Regions from separate parts of the Anser cygnoides genome. Here region 1 is linked to region 2. A link is a contact called in public Hi-C data. All regions are on one chromosome and are shown on one strand. Each heading gives the region's core, a stretch centred on a gene start, on an enhancer-like site or on the middle of the called end of the contact. The rest is flanking DNA. Distances are from core to core; before and after follow the strand shown. Region 1 overlaps USP4 (ubiquitin specific peptidase 4). Region 2 holds the start of GPX1 (glutathione peroxidase 1).

The links. A called contact is a pair of places that touch in the nucleus more often than the background predicts.
Region 1: a Hi-C map of liver shows a contact between it and region 2, with 7 times the contacts expected there. The contact joins the enhancer-like site here to the promoter of GPX1 in region 2. A contact is called at or near these places in 2 of 7 Hi-C or Micro-C datasets (both in liver).

What each region holds. Positions count from the first base shown.
Region 1 is chr10:17,946,948-17,953,955 of Taihu_goose_T2T_genome, reverse strand. The region is part of intron 12 of USP4 (ubiquitin specific peptidase 4); the gene reads right to left. Among named protein-coding and RNA genes, the nearest start is that of EMC3, 22 kb to the left of the region's middle. Within about 2 kb of position 5,140, at least 1 of the 3 cell types and tissues checked has open chromatin away from gene starts, as enhancers often do. A contact at or near this core is called in liver, where this site is marked.
Region 2 is chr10:17,907,207-17,914,657 of Taihu_goose_T2T_genome, reverse strand. It overlaps GPX1 (glutathione peroxidase 1), which reads right to left and starts at 1,392. Exons shown (of 2, transcript XM_067003245.1): 1 at 1,122-1,392; 2 at 383-1,012. The coding sequence starts at 1,343. The coding sequence ends at 647. It overlaps RHOA (ras homolog family member A), which reads right to left. Exons shown (of 5, transcript XM_067003246.1): 4 at 6,927-7,057; 5 at 4,694-5,945. The coding sequence ends at 5,772.

The sequences.
Region 1 (7,008 bases), core at 3,891-6,390, 36 kb before region 2:
GTTGGGAAACATTGCTTCACAGAAAAATCCAAGGGCTGTAAACACAACAGAAACATTCTGGAAGAAACTGGTGGGGAACGTGAAACTTAAGGGCAGCCTTGGTTGCAGTGATCATGAAATGGGGGAGTTTTGTATTCAGAGGGCAGCAAAGAGGGAGCACAGCAAGCTTGCTACCCTGGACTTTGGGGGAACACTTTGGCCTCTTCAAGGGTCTGCTTGGCAGAATACCGTGGGACAAAGCCCTGGAGGGAAGAGGAGCCCAAGAAAGCTGGTTGATATTCAAGGATCACCTCCTTCAGACTCAGGAACAATGCATCCCAACAAAGAGGAAGCCAGGCAAAAACAGCAGGAGGCCCGCATGGATGAACAAGGAGCTCCGGGCAAAACTCAAGCACAAAAAGAAAGCATGCAGACAGTGGAAGCAAGGACAGGCAATCTGGGAAGAATGCAGAGACACTGTCTGAGCAGCCAGGGATCAGGTTAGGAAAGCTAAAGCCCAGACAGAACTGAATCTGGCCAGGGACATCAAGGGCAACAAGAGAGGCTTGTGCAAGTACATCATTGATAAAGGAAGATTGATAAAGGGAAATTGTGGGCCCTCTCCGTAAGGAAACAGGAGACCTGGTTACCCACGACTCAGAGAAGGCTAAGGTACTCAGTGACTTTTTGCCTCAGTCTTCATTGGCAAGTGCTCTAGCCACAAAGCCCAGGGGGCAGAAGGCAAAGGCAGGGAAACTGAGAGAATGAAGAACTGCCCACTGTAGGAGAAAATCAGGTCTGAGACCATCTAAGGAACCTGAAAGTGCACAGGTCCGTGGGACCTGATGAGACACATCTGCAAGTCCTGAGGGAACTGGCGGATGTAGTTGCTAAGCCTCTCTCCATCACATTTAAGAAGCTGTGGCAGTCTGGTGAAGTTCCCAGTGACTGGAAGAAGGGAAACAATCCCCATTTTAAAAAGGGAGAAAAGGAAGGCCCAGGGAACTACAGGCCAGTCAGTCTCACCTCTGTGCCCGGCAAGGTCATGGAGCAGATCCTCCTGGAAACTCTGCTGAGGTCCATGGAAAATAAGGAGGCGACTGGTGACAGCCAACAGGGCTTCACTAAGGGCAAATTGTGCCTGAAAAATCTGGTGGCCTTCTACGATGGGGTTACGGCATTCACGGATAAGGGAAGAGCAGCTGATGTGGCCGACCTGGTCTCGTATGAAGCATTTGACACTGTCCCCCATGATATCCTTGTCTCTGAACTGGAGAGACTTGGATTGGATGGATGGACCAGTAAGCAGATAAGGAACCGTCCGGATGGTTGCACTCAAGAGAGTTGCAGTCAACAGCTCAATGTCCAGGTGGAGATCAGTGACAGAATTCCTCAGGGGCTGGAATTGGGAGCGGCAGTACTTAACACCTTGGCTGGCAGTATGTACAGTGAAACTGAGTGCACCCTCAGCGAGTTTGCTAATGACACCAAGCTGTGTGGTGTGGTCAGCACACTGGAGGGAAGGGATGCCATCCAGAAGGATCTGGATAGGCTCAAGAGGTGGGCCTGGGTGAAACTCGTGAGGTTCAGCAAGGCCAAGTGCAAGGTCCTGCACCTGGGCTGGGGCAGTGCCGAGCACAAACACAGGCTGGGCAACAAGAGATAAAGAGCAGCCTTGCAGAGAAGAACTTGACAGTGCTGGTAGACAAAAACCTGAATACGAACCAGCAACGTGCTCTTGCAGCCCAGAAAGCCAACCCTATCCTGGGCTGCACCAAAATCACCATGGCCAGCAGGGCAAGGGAGGGGATTGTCCCCCTCTGCTCTTGTGAGACCCCACCTGGAGCCCTGCGCTCAGGTCTGGGGCCCCCAGCACAAGAAGGACAGGGATGTACTAGTGAGTCCAGAGGAGGCCCACAGAGACGAACAAGGGGCTGGTGCACCTCTCCTATGAAGACAGGCTGAGGGAGCTGGGGCTGTTCAGCCTGGAGAAGAGAAGGCCCCGGGGAGACCTCTCAGCAGCCTGCCCATGCCTAACGGCAGCTACAGGAAAGCTGTGGAGGCACTCGTTGTCAGAGGGTGTGGTGACAGGACAAGGAGTAATGGCTTTAAACTAAAAGAGGGTAGGTTTAGATGAGATACAAGGAAGAAATCCTTCACTCAGAGGGTGGTGAGGCCCTGGCCCAGGCTGCCCCATCCCTGGCAGTGCCCAAGGCCAGGCTGGATGGGGCTGGGGGCAGCCTGGGCTGATTGGAGGTGTCCCTGCCCGTGGCAGGGTGGGTGGAATTACATGATCTTTACAGTCCCTTCCAACACAAATCATCCTGTGATTCTATGAAAACAAACAGCTCCAGCGAGCAGTGAGAAAACAGACACAGCTTGTGCTACTGGATGAAACAGCAACATCAGATACTCGCTTTTATAAGTGTCAAAAAAACTACATGGCCCAACACTATTGCATTTTTCACCCCGATATGTCTTCTGAGACTATTCATTAGAAAATATTTATGAGATCTCAGGAATGCCAAGTCATACTGCTCTTTAACTTGGTGAGTCACCTGTCCCAGGCTTATATTTCTTTTTTCATTAAAACTGAAAAGTTTTTTCAGGAAAGAAAAATAAATATTTCCTGAAAAGATGCCACTAAACATAACCACAATCACATATCTGGACATACCAACTCTCAACAGCTCTCTTACATCAGAGAAGCCACTTTCTTTCTCTCGAGAGCCAAGAAACAGATTTTTGCTCCTGTGTTCAGGAGACCCTTGCAGGGCAGGGAGTGGAACAATTTCAGAGTTGCAGTTCTACTTCATTCTATTTAGAAAAAAAGTCTGGATCCCAGCTTGAAGCTTTCTCTGAGTCTATGTATGTCAGTAGAAAGCATGAAGAAAAATATCCCTTCAGAGAGTTTCATCCCAGCCTCCAGGAGCACTAGCGATTAGCACAGCCCTCCAAGAGCAAGCGTGCATATGACAATCCAATGACAATGACTGCTGAGGTTTTCTACACTATCGATGCTATTCAGTGAACCAACAGCACTGGATACAGTTTGCACCTTCTGAAGTTTCCTGAGAAACAGCACCACAAAGAGTTGAATTATTTTACTTAGTACTGTTTAAATAACAGGAGACCATAATACTCAGAGTATCACCGATGATTAACTCCAGGTCCTATGAGACCCTTTAGGCTGGTCTCCTACAAAACAGACCAGTACACGACTTGCCCAAGATGTACACGTTCCTCAGCATTCTGGTGACTGCCTCTCACACCACCTACACTGCTGATTAAAGCAGCCCCCATTTACACTCCATCCTCACGCAGGTCCTGTACGAAATCCTGCCTCTGTGACGGAACAGATGGGAAACAATGAAAAGCTAAGTATTACCCGCACACAGGCGTCATCCACCACAAACAGCCAGCGTGCTGTACCCTTACAACACTCCTCAAGAGAGCGTCTTGCAAACTTCTTACTAGAACATCCCAGCTTGGTTACTCGAGTGCCCCTCTACCTACTCCGCTGCAGAACGGCTGTTATTCTAGTTTTAGAGGCAGACGTATCAGAATCAGGATCACTTTCTGAATCTCTTCAAGAAGAATACAAAAAATCAATTAAAGAAATTAAGAAAATACTTTATCCACATTTTAAGGAAGCCTACAGAGCTGATACAGGGAATTAGATGACAATGAACTGTACTTCTGTACCCTAGAATTTGATTGAAATAATAGAAGATAAAGATGACGCTACACCAGATTACACAACATGGTTTTATAAATCAGCCATCTGCTCACCAGCTACCACAGTGAACGTTCCCTTTATAATTTACGACAGCTGTTTACAGATGTTTTTCAGTGAAGCACCAGCAAACAGGGATGGCCTTGACCAGCCTTCAACCTGACAAAAGAGCACCAGGAAGCTTCAGGCTTATGGTTACTATTCACAAAGGAGGCACCGAGCAATGAAGTAGCTCACTTTTGATCCTTTGCAAATTAACATTAAGCAAGAGCACAGGAACATGAAAAACTACAGGAAAGACAAGGCAGGGCAATGTGAAAGGGCACTACAAGCAGAAGACAGTCTGAGCTAAATGCCAGGGTAATATATCTACCACAGATACCTATCTATCACATACCTACCCACACACACTACAGTGTGTTATTCAAACATTCCCTCCAGAGCACTGGGATGTAACATTAAATACAGCTGGAAAACACTGCGTGGGTCACAGGTCAGTACATAGCAACAACCAAGAAAACAAGCATATTTTGTAAGTGAACAGAGAAGGGTAGAAAAATGCTACTGAAGAAGCTGACAAACAGATCCACCCGAACAGGATTACCATTCCACATCAACCCGGACACGCTGCTGTGAAGTTACAGTATTTTCAGAAGTTGACAATAAGAATGAACAGAGGCCTAGAAAAAAAGCCTGAGTGAAAACAAAGCACGTATTCTATCTCTTCTGGGAAACGGAGATACTCCTAATCTGTTTACTTTCTTTCATAACATGAGAAAAAACACAATCGAGTGAACTAGGAGACATGAAACTGAAAGTAAAACATTTTTAGACAACAGGTAGATTGCCCTTTAGAAGTCTGTCACAGGATTTTACAAGTCGTGCAGAGGAGCAGGATTAAAAAGGATGAGGGTACTCAACCAGTAAGATTTTTCTAAAGGTTAAAGAATACAAACACATACTGGAAGGGATACAAGCTCTTGTAAACAAGCAAACAACTGAGAACAAGCTTCCTAGATTAGCTTGCTACAGTCTCACACATTTTAGATTTCACACAAAACTACTGGGCTAGCTGGTTTGCTGACCTAACAGTGCAATAACTGTTCTAGCTCTTCACAGTAACAAACTTGACCTTTCTGCAGCCAATTGTGGTTTTCAAGACCACCTAAACATAAAACACAGCATATTGTAAGAGAATGCAAAAAACACAGTACGTATGCCAAACCAAATATATTTTATTAAACTATGCAGCTTTGATAGGTTAAAGGTGACCTGCAAATCAATTTGTGCAACTTTCATCCACGTAAGCAATACACGTTGCATTATATGCTCCATTAGCCAGGCTAAGAGAACAGGGAGATCTGGTTTATCAATCGAAACATTTTTCTTCTTAGGTCTTAGGAACTAAGAAGAAATACTAAGAATTGTGCCCATATAGCAGTGGGCCATGGAGTCTGCTTTCCAGTAGCACTTACCTGACCCCTTGTAGGCCGGCTCCGAGCTCCAGCGGGATCCCTGGGTGATGTGATATCACCAGCATGGTGCATGAGGGGTGTTACATTGGAGCGGGAGCCGGAGGTCCTAGTGGGGCTGCACTTCATGGAACCTAAGAAAAAGAAATAGTAAGCGTTTTGGTTATGTGCTGAATGCTGCTCTCTGCTTAGCCTGGAGAATGAGAGCATTCAGCACAAACACTGAAACGATTTTGTCAAATTGATTTGCAGACCACCTTTTCATGAGTGACTTTCTGGTCATTTGCCACAGAACTCCCTGTCCTCTCACAGTACCACCATGACTGCAGACAAACGTTTACAATGCTGCAATAAGTGGGTTAGTCCCACTGTTCTTTGGCTGCACAGCTCCATGTGTCATGCCAGCAACCTTCCTTATATCAAAACCCTTTATTTCAGCAAGTACCTTACCTCTTCGCTGATGCTAAATATTAATAACTCTGCCATCAGGACTATACTACGTTTCCAAGCCTATCACAAAGAGAGGTATGAGTACAAGGCCCTGTGATAGAATGGGCTTGGAGAATTCTAGTCCCAAATCCCTCTCCACTGGAGAAAAAAAAACCAACATCGTTGTCCTCTTGTGTAAATGGAGTCAGATTCATTTTGGAATGCTTATCACTTTGAAAGTCCAGTAGCAATTCATTTTTCTTTTTATTTTTTTTTTAGAGGTTTTGCTATCAGAGAGCATAACAGGTAATATACCATGAGAATCAATAAAACAGAAACATCAGCTGAAAGGAAAAATACATCTTAGCCATCCAGTATCAATTAAAAAAAAATTACTGTCCATTCAGCTTAAAGTCCAAATGGAGTGCAAGGGCACTCTTCTTCCTCCTCCCACCACTTTAGCAGGACATGAAAATTCACAGTGCAAGTCTCAAAACAGCCCACATGCACTGCAAAGTCACAGAAAGTTGACGAGCTCCCTATCTTGAGTGAAAACAGGAAAAAGTACAGCTTTCTGACCACTAAAATCACTTTTAAAAGGTGCAAGTTCAATATTCTGTACATCCCATGTACTGCATATTTCACAAATATTGTTTCAACAGTGCAGTCCAGACTGAAATGCCTGTGCCAAAAGACCTCTTCCTTTGTCAAGCCAACTCTAAGTAAAACAGAGTACATCCCAGCTACGACACTCTTCCTGCTCCATGCTCTGCAAGTTCCTGCTCAGTGATATTTTTAAGCAAAGCATTTCAAGGAAAGACATTCTGCTCAGTAACCAGACCCTGGTGCCAAAAGCAAGACAACAAAATTTCTAACAGTAGTACTGTCATTTTTTATTTTTAAAAATGAAACAAACAAACAAACAGTGTCAGGGGCACAGACCTTCTACGGTATTAGATGTTTGAACTAAGATTAGAGTGTTAGATTTGGAACTGAATTTTGAACTGAGATGTGTGTTGCCCACTGGCTAGTGCACTATACTCGAGCATCAGAAGTCTGTCGAAGCAACATGGATATTGTTTTCACATGCAAGCTCTGGTTTGCCTACTGCTTTCAGTGAAACAAACCTGGAGAAAATACTGCCAGAGACTGACCATTTACATTGAAACTTCACAGTCCTGAGTCAACTTAAGAGCGGTAGCTAACAGCCTCAATTTCTATACCAAGGTATTTGTAAGAAGTAATTTCATGAAATCATTCTCCAGCTAGAAAAGAACAGCCTTGCTCCTTCTGCTCAGCTGACAGCGGCTTTTCTTCTCCTGCACAAGCCCAGCAGGAACAGATGTAAAATACGAACCCAGCAAAATCAAAGTGAAAGACCTTCTGCTGGAC
Region 2 (7,451 bases), core at 143-2,642:
CTGTCACGGACTGTTACTGGTATCCGTGCTGAGGGTCAGCCAATCTAAATTCATTCTTTGGCCGTCTGCCTCCACGCCTCTCCTAAGCAAGCCTCAAGGTCCACTAAGCTGTTTTGCAAGGTATCTGTTCCGTGCCAGGCTCCTGTTCTGCCACCCTTGTTTTGCACAGGGTGAGATACGACACTGATTCAGAGTTTGCAAAAATCGCAAACTGTTTCCCCATCCTGCTGGGCTGTGTTTTTGTTCAAATTGTGCCTGCATGGTTTGAGTCAGGCCTGCAAGCACCAACAGGACCTGACAAGTGTGTAACGCAGCAGCCATGTTTTGCCCAACTCACCCAGATTTACCAAGCAGTAGCCTTAAAGAAAGCACTTTTTGTTTGTTTGTTTTTATTCAGAGAATCACAGTAAGCCACTGAGACTCACAGGCTGCTTTCCCTAGCATACTTTTCCAAACATTCACATGCAACTTTTAAAACATCAAGTACACTTCAAGGATTTGGAAGATGCACCATCACAAGCAAAACTTGCAAGGACATTGGAATTTCTGTCAGGGTAACAGCCCCTTCCTAGCAAAGCAGGCACGAGCTGAGGGAGCTGAACAGGCAGCAGGGCCGGCAGGGCAGCAGATCCTGAAGAGCTCGGCTTTATTCAAGAGCATCCTTCGGGACTTTCTGAAGCAGCAGCTCGATGTCATCCTGGATCTTGATGGTTTCGAAGTGCCGGCTGTAGCGCTTGAAGGGCACGCCGTCGGGAGCGATGAGGAACTTCTCGAAGTTCCAGGAGATGTCGTTGCGGCGCACGGGGGACCAGATGATGTACTGCGGGTTGGTCATCAGCGCGGAGGGGTCGTCGTGCGGGAAGGGCAGTGCCTCCTTCAGGAAGGTGAAGAGTGGGTGCGCGTCCTTCCCGTTCACCTCGCACTTCTCGAACATGGTGAAGTTGGGCTTGTACCCCTTGCCCGGACGCACGTGCTCCAGCGAGAGCAGGATCTCCTCGTTGGTGGCATTCTCCTAAGGAGACGGAGCCCCCCCCGCACCCGCAGCGTCAGGCTCCATCCAGGCCCCGCGGCCCCAGCTCCCCGACCCCCCGCCCCGCTCCCGGCCCCCCCCCCCCCGGTACCTGGTGCCCGAACTGGTTGCAGGGGAAGCCGAGGACGAGCAGCCCGCGGGGCCCGAAGCGCCGCTGCAGCTCGCTGAGCTGCAGGAAGTCGCGGGTGGTGGTGCCTCAGAGCGACGCCACGTTCACCACCAGCAGCACCTTGCCCCGCAGCGAGCCGAGCCACAGCGGCTCCGCCGCGCCCAGCGGCCGCGCCGAGATCCCCTCCAGCCCCTCGGCCGCCATGGCTCCTCACTGACCGACAGCCCGACCGCCGGCCCCCCGCCCCGACCGCCGACCCCGCGGCCCGCCCCGCCCCGCCCCCCCGCCCCGCCAGGCGGCCCCGGCCCTCCCGGAGCGCGGCGGGGCGTGGCCCGGGGCCTCGTGGCGGCCGGAGGCCGGCGGGGCGCTGCGGAGCCCCCCCCGGGCAGCCCTGCCGCGGAGCTGCCGCCTTCGGGGCACCGAGCTGCCGGGCGGAGGCCGAGAGGGCCCCCGGGTCCAGGCCTCGGGCCCCTTTTGCAATTTTTGTGCGTCTTTAAGGCGAGCGATTCCTCCGCTCGCTTCAGCGGCTGCTTTTTCTCATCCCTGTCTTTTCCATGTGTTTTCTCGGCCTGGTTTAGGCAGATGTGAACCACGCGGCAGCAGCTGTGCTTTTCAAGGATTTGTGCTGGTCCTGGGTGGGCTCCGTGGCCGTGGCCTGTACCCCCTGCAAGCTGTGTGGCCCGACTGCTCCTCTGTGGGTGTTAGTGCTGAAATCTTGCCCTCACGCAGATTAATGTTTATGTTGTAGGTCCTTGTTCCACGTAACGGGTTCAAACGTGGTGTCAGGGAACAGAGAGGGTGGGCCCGGTGGCTCGGTCCCTGTGATGAGCTGCCCCTGGAGTCCCTGAGATGGATTACCAGGGACCACGGGGCAGCACAGCTCGGCAAGGACCAGAAGCAGGGATGTTGGCTTCCACAGCGCTCCCGAGGGAAAGATGGGAACCCCTGCCCAGGATGGGCATCTCCCTCCCATGGTCGGCTCCGGTCGGTGCTCCCATCCTGAGCTCTTCATTCACAGGAGCTTCAAGGGCAGACGGCTGCTTATCAGCATGGCCCTGAGCCAGGGCAGCCTGGGCCCTGAGCACCGGGGAGCTCGCTATTTTCTCACTGCCTTTCATGCCGGGTTATTAAGGACTCATCCCAAAATGCCAGCTGTCACTAGCTGCCACCACATGACGTTGCATCTCTGATCCAGGTTCCCAGGTTCCTCAGGGTTTTGCTTTCGGTTACTCTTGGCATCTGCCCCAGTGGCTGGGAACTGAAGTAGTTCCCGGCTGCAGGGAATTTTAGGGACTTGCATGATTATCCTGCACCTTCAGGGACATGTGGTCTTTGCAGTGTGCTGCAGCACTGATAGCAGAAGCCGTGACAACTGTTCTGAGATCAGGAAGTCCTGAGATCAGATCAGCCAGAAAACGTCTGATGGGGTGAGCAGAGACACATCACCCATGTTTTTGAGCAAATTGACAGTTACAGCCTACGCAAGATTCATTGTCCTCCTCTTGGACACAGCAAGCCACCGTGGCTTGAAGAAGAGGAATTTCTCTTCAGGGTTTGTTGCTTGCTCAGACTGGCACCTTCACTCCTTAGTCTGGACTTGGGGATTTCATCTGGAGTAGGGACATTATTTCTGGGGCCCTGTTTTTCTAAAGGGCTTTCCCTTCCTTCATGGGCATATTTTAAGGAAACTAACTGGTAATTTGAACTTCCTTTTTGGCCCTGAGCTAAGCCCTGTGCCTAGGCACATGCTGTGGAGCCAGCTGAACTTGGATCCAGAGAAGTGACAGGAGCTCTTTGGGGACAGGATGGGCTCCAGGGACCCCTTTTGAGATGTCTGACACATTATAACTCTCCTACCAAGTCAGAAAGCAGATTAGTGCTGTTTAACAGCAACAACATTGAGTAATCACATAGGCCACGAAAAACCTTCCTGCCTCCTACTTCTGCCTTCGCCTTGCTCTTGGTACGGGACTCCCTCCCCATGCCAGGAGCTCCTCGCTCAGGCAGGGGCTGGCACTTCACCCTCAGCTTTTCCCCCATGGCTACGCTGCCCCTTTCAGACTTTCTTGCCTGGCTCGGAGCAGCAAGCTTTCCTTCCCTAATTCTGTTTTGGCCATCCATGTCCTCGGTTCACCTGGAGCAAAGGCAGCTGACAGAGGTGACAGATTTGATTTGAACCCGAAGGCCAGGATACCAGCCCTCAAAAGCAGGAAGGTTGAGGGCTGATAAATTCACACCCTGCAGCCGTGAGCACGTTTCTGCTCCAATGCCAGTGGTCCAGGGCACAAGGAAAGGAGCGAGAAGTTCAGGCCATGAATGGGAGGCACCGACTGACCAACACATCTCAACTCGGAGAAAGGCAGACAAGGCCTGGCAACCTAAGAGCAGCTGGCAGACAAGACAGAAGCGAGATGAGGGGACAGTTCTGGAGGCGGGAGCTTAGATTAAGATCAGGATAACAAATTAATCACTTCTGGGTGGAAGTGCATCAGCAGATGCATAACTCATGAGCTGAAGGGCATGCAGATCTTACTCAAAATCCCTGCAGCTAAAGAGCTGCTTCGTAACTGTGACCACTGTGTACTGCAACCCATCGACTCTGCAAGACTGGAAAAAAAAACATTTTTTTCTCAACTGACTTTAAAAACAAAACAAACAAAAAACAATTACAACAACAACAACAAATAAAAAGAAACACCCCCAAAAAAGGAACTGCACAGGAATGAGTAAGCTTAACAGCAGAGAATGAAATCCCCGCAGGCGACCCAGCGGCTGGGGACTTCCTGCTTTGTTCAGCTGCGCAACCCCAGAGCAGGCGAGGAAGGGGCACCACGGGAGGAAGAGGGGAAGGGTGGGGCAGGTGCCACCGCTGGGGTGTCCGTGCCTGCAGAGGGACAAGGACCGCAGACACGGGGCACTCCCAAGACCTCAGGTTAGGTCCACTTTTTTGCTGCAGGAAAACGAATCAGGAACATTGTCCAAAATAGTGTTATCATGGTTTCCCCCCCGCCTTCCCCCAGCAGTCCCCGCACTGTTGCAGCGTATAAATGGCAGGTTACAGGGCACACGCAGTGCCACGCACATCACACGCCTGCCACAGCGCAGCACTTGGGCTCTGAGTGCAGATCAGCACTCGGCGTACCATCACCTGCCTCTACAGCAACAGCTGCCTTCGTGTCCCTTGTTCCTACATGACCCCCCCTCCCACCCCCCGCTAGTCTATTGCTGTGCTCAAGACCAAATTCAACTCAACTGATGGAGACCTTCATCTGGTTTGAACATCTCAAGAAGCTTCCAGGGAGCATTTGGCTAGACTCCTGGGGAAGCTCTGCCACACACCAAAGGAGCCAGGCAGGGTGAGGGTTTGCACCTCTGGTCTCCGCTGTGCTTGGAACCACTGTGGGCAGCACATGGGCATCACTTACCAAGAAAAAAACATTAAAGCACTTGCAACTGCTCAGTGAATCCTATCACAGCTGCATCAAAAATCATATTTCTGGTTCACGTTGTCAGACACTGGGCCAAAAACACAGTGAGGAATACAGACACCAGGATACAGGGAGCTTAGAAAACTGCCTTTATTCTATTAGTTGTTGGAAAAATGAAAATACAGAAAGAGTTTAGTTGGCTGCAGAACAGCAAGAAGTTCACAGGTTAGGAGTCTGATCACTACATGGTAACCAAACTTACACAAAAAGTTTCATTTTTTTAGTTTTGAAACTGGGTCCAGCAATGAACTTAAGGCAACTGAACAGTTCAGAAGCTTTGAGTGTGAGCAGGCTGTCTTTTCTCTATGGCATGTCACGGAAAAAACTCCTCCTGGGTATGCAGACCACTCAAATGGGTCAGACTCTTACAAATGAACAGGGGAAGAGGATCAGCTGCTTTCCATCTTACTTTATTTTTTCAAATACAGTTTCTTAAAAAACCCAGAACACCTTAATGCAGAGGTTACAAGTAACAGTATTAGGAAATCCAATTATACAAAAAATACTACATCTAAGCTGGGGTAAATAGATTTATTTTTGGTAACATACATTTAAACTGGCACTAATTACACAGTAACTAAAAGGTAACTAACATGAAACCACAGAACCCTCACTTGTCCTTAGCTGAATGGGACTTGGTCATTTCAGAGTGATCACATTTTTAAACTAATGTTTTAAATCACTGAGCCATGAAAATCAGATCTTCCTAAATGTGATAGCACTGAAGCTACACTTGATTCCACATACAGCCATGTAACTGTTGTACTCAATTAGAATAGGACGTTAGTTATAAAGTAGTTACAGACCAATCCTCTGTGTTGACAGCTTTTTCTCTTTCTAGAGAGAAGACAGAAGATAGAGAATTGTCTTCAGTTAGCGCCTGACATATCCTGTGAGTGCAGAAAAGGTTGGTTAGAGGAATGTTGAGGTTAACCTTGGGTGCACAGATGAATTTGATGCAGATTGTTATAAAAATCATGGTTGGCTTCTAAATACTGGTAGCAAGATGACTCGATTTTTAAATCTCTTAAGTAAATTATAGATAATGAAAAAGGCCAGTAATCATACACTAAGATTAATAAACAGCACTTCAAAATTACTCAAGTGCAGGGTGCTGCTTTGGCCATCTTCCTCTGGCCACACTTTATAAGAGAAGGCACCCAGACTTTTTCTTGCCACGCCGGGCTTGCAAAGCAGCTCTAGTGGCCATTTCAAAAACCTCCCTCACACCGTCTTTGGTCTTTGCCGAACACTCCATATACCCAAATGCACCAATGCGGTTTGCCATATCTCTTCCTTCTTCAGGTTTGACAGGCTCCTGCAACAACACAGAAGCAATTGGTGAAAAGTCCAAAGCCACACTGAACGTCCCCAGTCTATTCTTTCCCACCCAGCTTCCCAACAAACACGAAGATATTTCTAGATTAAATACACACAATTAGTCAGTCGATTAATAGCTAGTCCCCCCTCTGAGATTAATACTTTAAAAATAATAAAGGCAGATTTAAAATAAGATTTGCTTATATTCTCAAGATGCTGCATATAATTCTCAGCCTGGATTACAGACTGCGTGCATACTAGCACATCACACCAGTGCTTGAGGACGTGATAAATTTTCTAATGCCTCTGAGCTTAAAAAGCACAAGTCTGCTTATTTAAAACTAAACATTTATGCATCTTTTTGCCATAATTGTAACAAAAGCCTATGAAGAAACCCTAAAATTGATGCCTCAGTCTGTCTAAAAAGAAATATGATGCAACAGGAGCAAAAATTCCAGGGCTGAGCAGAGTACCTACAGGCCTACACCCAACCTGGGAGCTTCAGACACTATCTGAAAATAAAACCAAGTAATGTGCTCAGGAGTGAGCTACAGCATCTGTGATTAATTCCTTCAAAACAGGTACCAATTAAACTGTTTCTTTATACAACCTGAAAAATAAAGATTAACTGAAGCACACATGCATTGGTTGTACTGACTCTCTGAATCAAGTCATTTCTACCTCACAAATCCAGCTCTCCAGCATGGAGCAGCTGACTGTTAGTAACCCAACAGCTCCTAAGAAGGCAGTTTTCATTGCTTGGTATGAAAAAATAATCTTTTTTTTTTTTTTTTAAATCACCAATTGAAAAACAAACACTCAGTTACAGGTAATGAATACTTTCTGGTTCCTGTCACAAATAAGCGTTCATTGTGCAGCCCATAGGAAGCTGGCAGCAAGCTGCTGATGCCCATTTACTGTTCTGGGTACAAACGACACACACTTCATTTATTGTTAAGACACTCAGAAAGGAACCTGCCTGCTTCATTTTGGCCAGCTCTCGTCTTGTGTGCTCGTCATTCCTCAGGTCCTTCTTGTTTCCTACCAAGATGATAGGCACGTTGGGGCAGAAATGCTTCACCTCTGGGGTCCACTTTTCTGGGATGTTTTCTGAAAAAATGAATACAAGTGTGACTGTAACTAAAACCCAGTTCTGGGGCTAGTTTTCCTTTAAAGCTTCTATCTGCTGATTGATTTTAACTTACTAAAACACAGCAATACAGTTTTCTATTTTTAATGTAGGGTGCAAACAGACTTGTTCTAGTATCACCAGAAAGTCAAGCCTATCTATGGTTCATTTTAAGGCTGAAGGATACCTAACATTTTGGTTTCTCTATCTCTCTCAGTAACTACCTGACGAGGGTGAGCATAAGGTATTTCAAAGAACATACTGTAGAATTCTGAAGTAAGGAGTTATGGAATATTGTGCTTCAAGAGAAACATTTTATCTCCAGAAGCTAAAGATGGGCACAACCCCGAAGCATAATTTTTTACAGCAATTCTT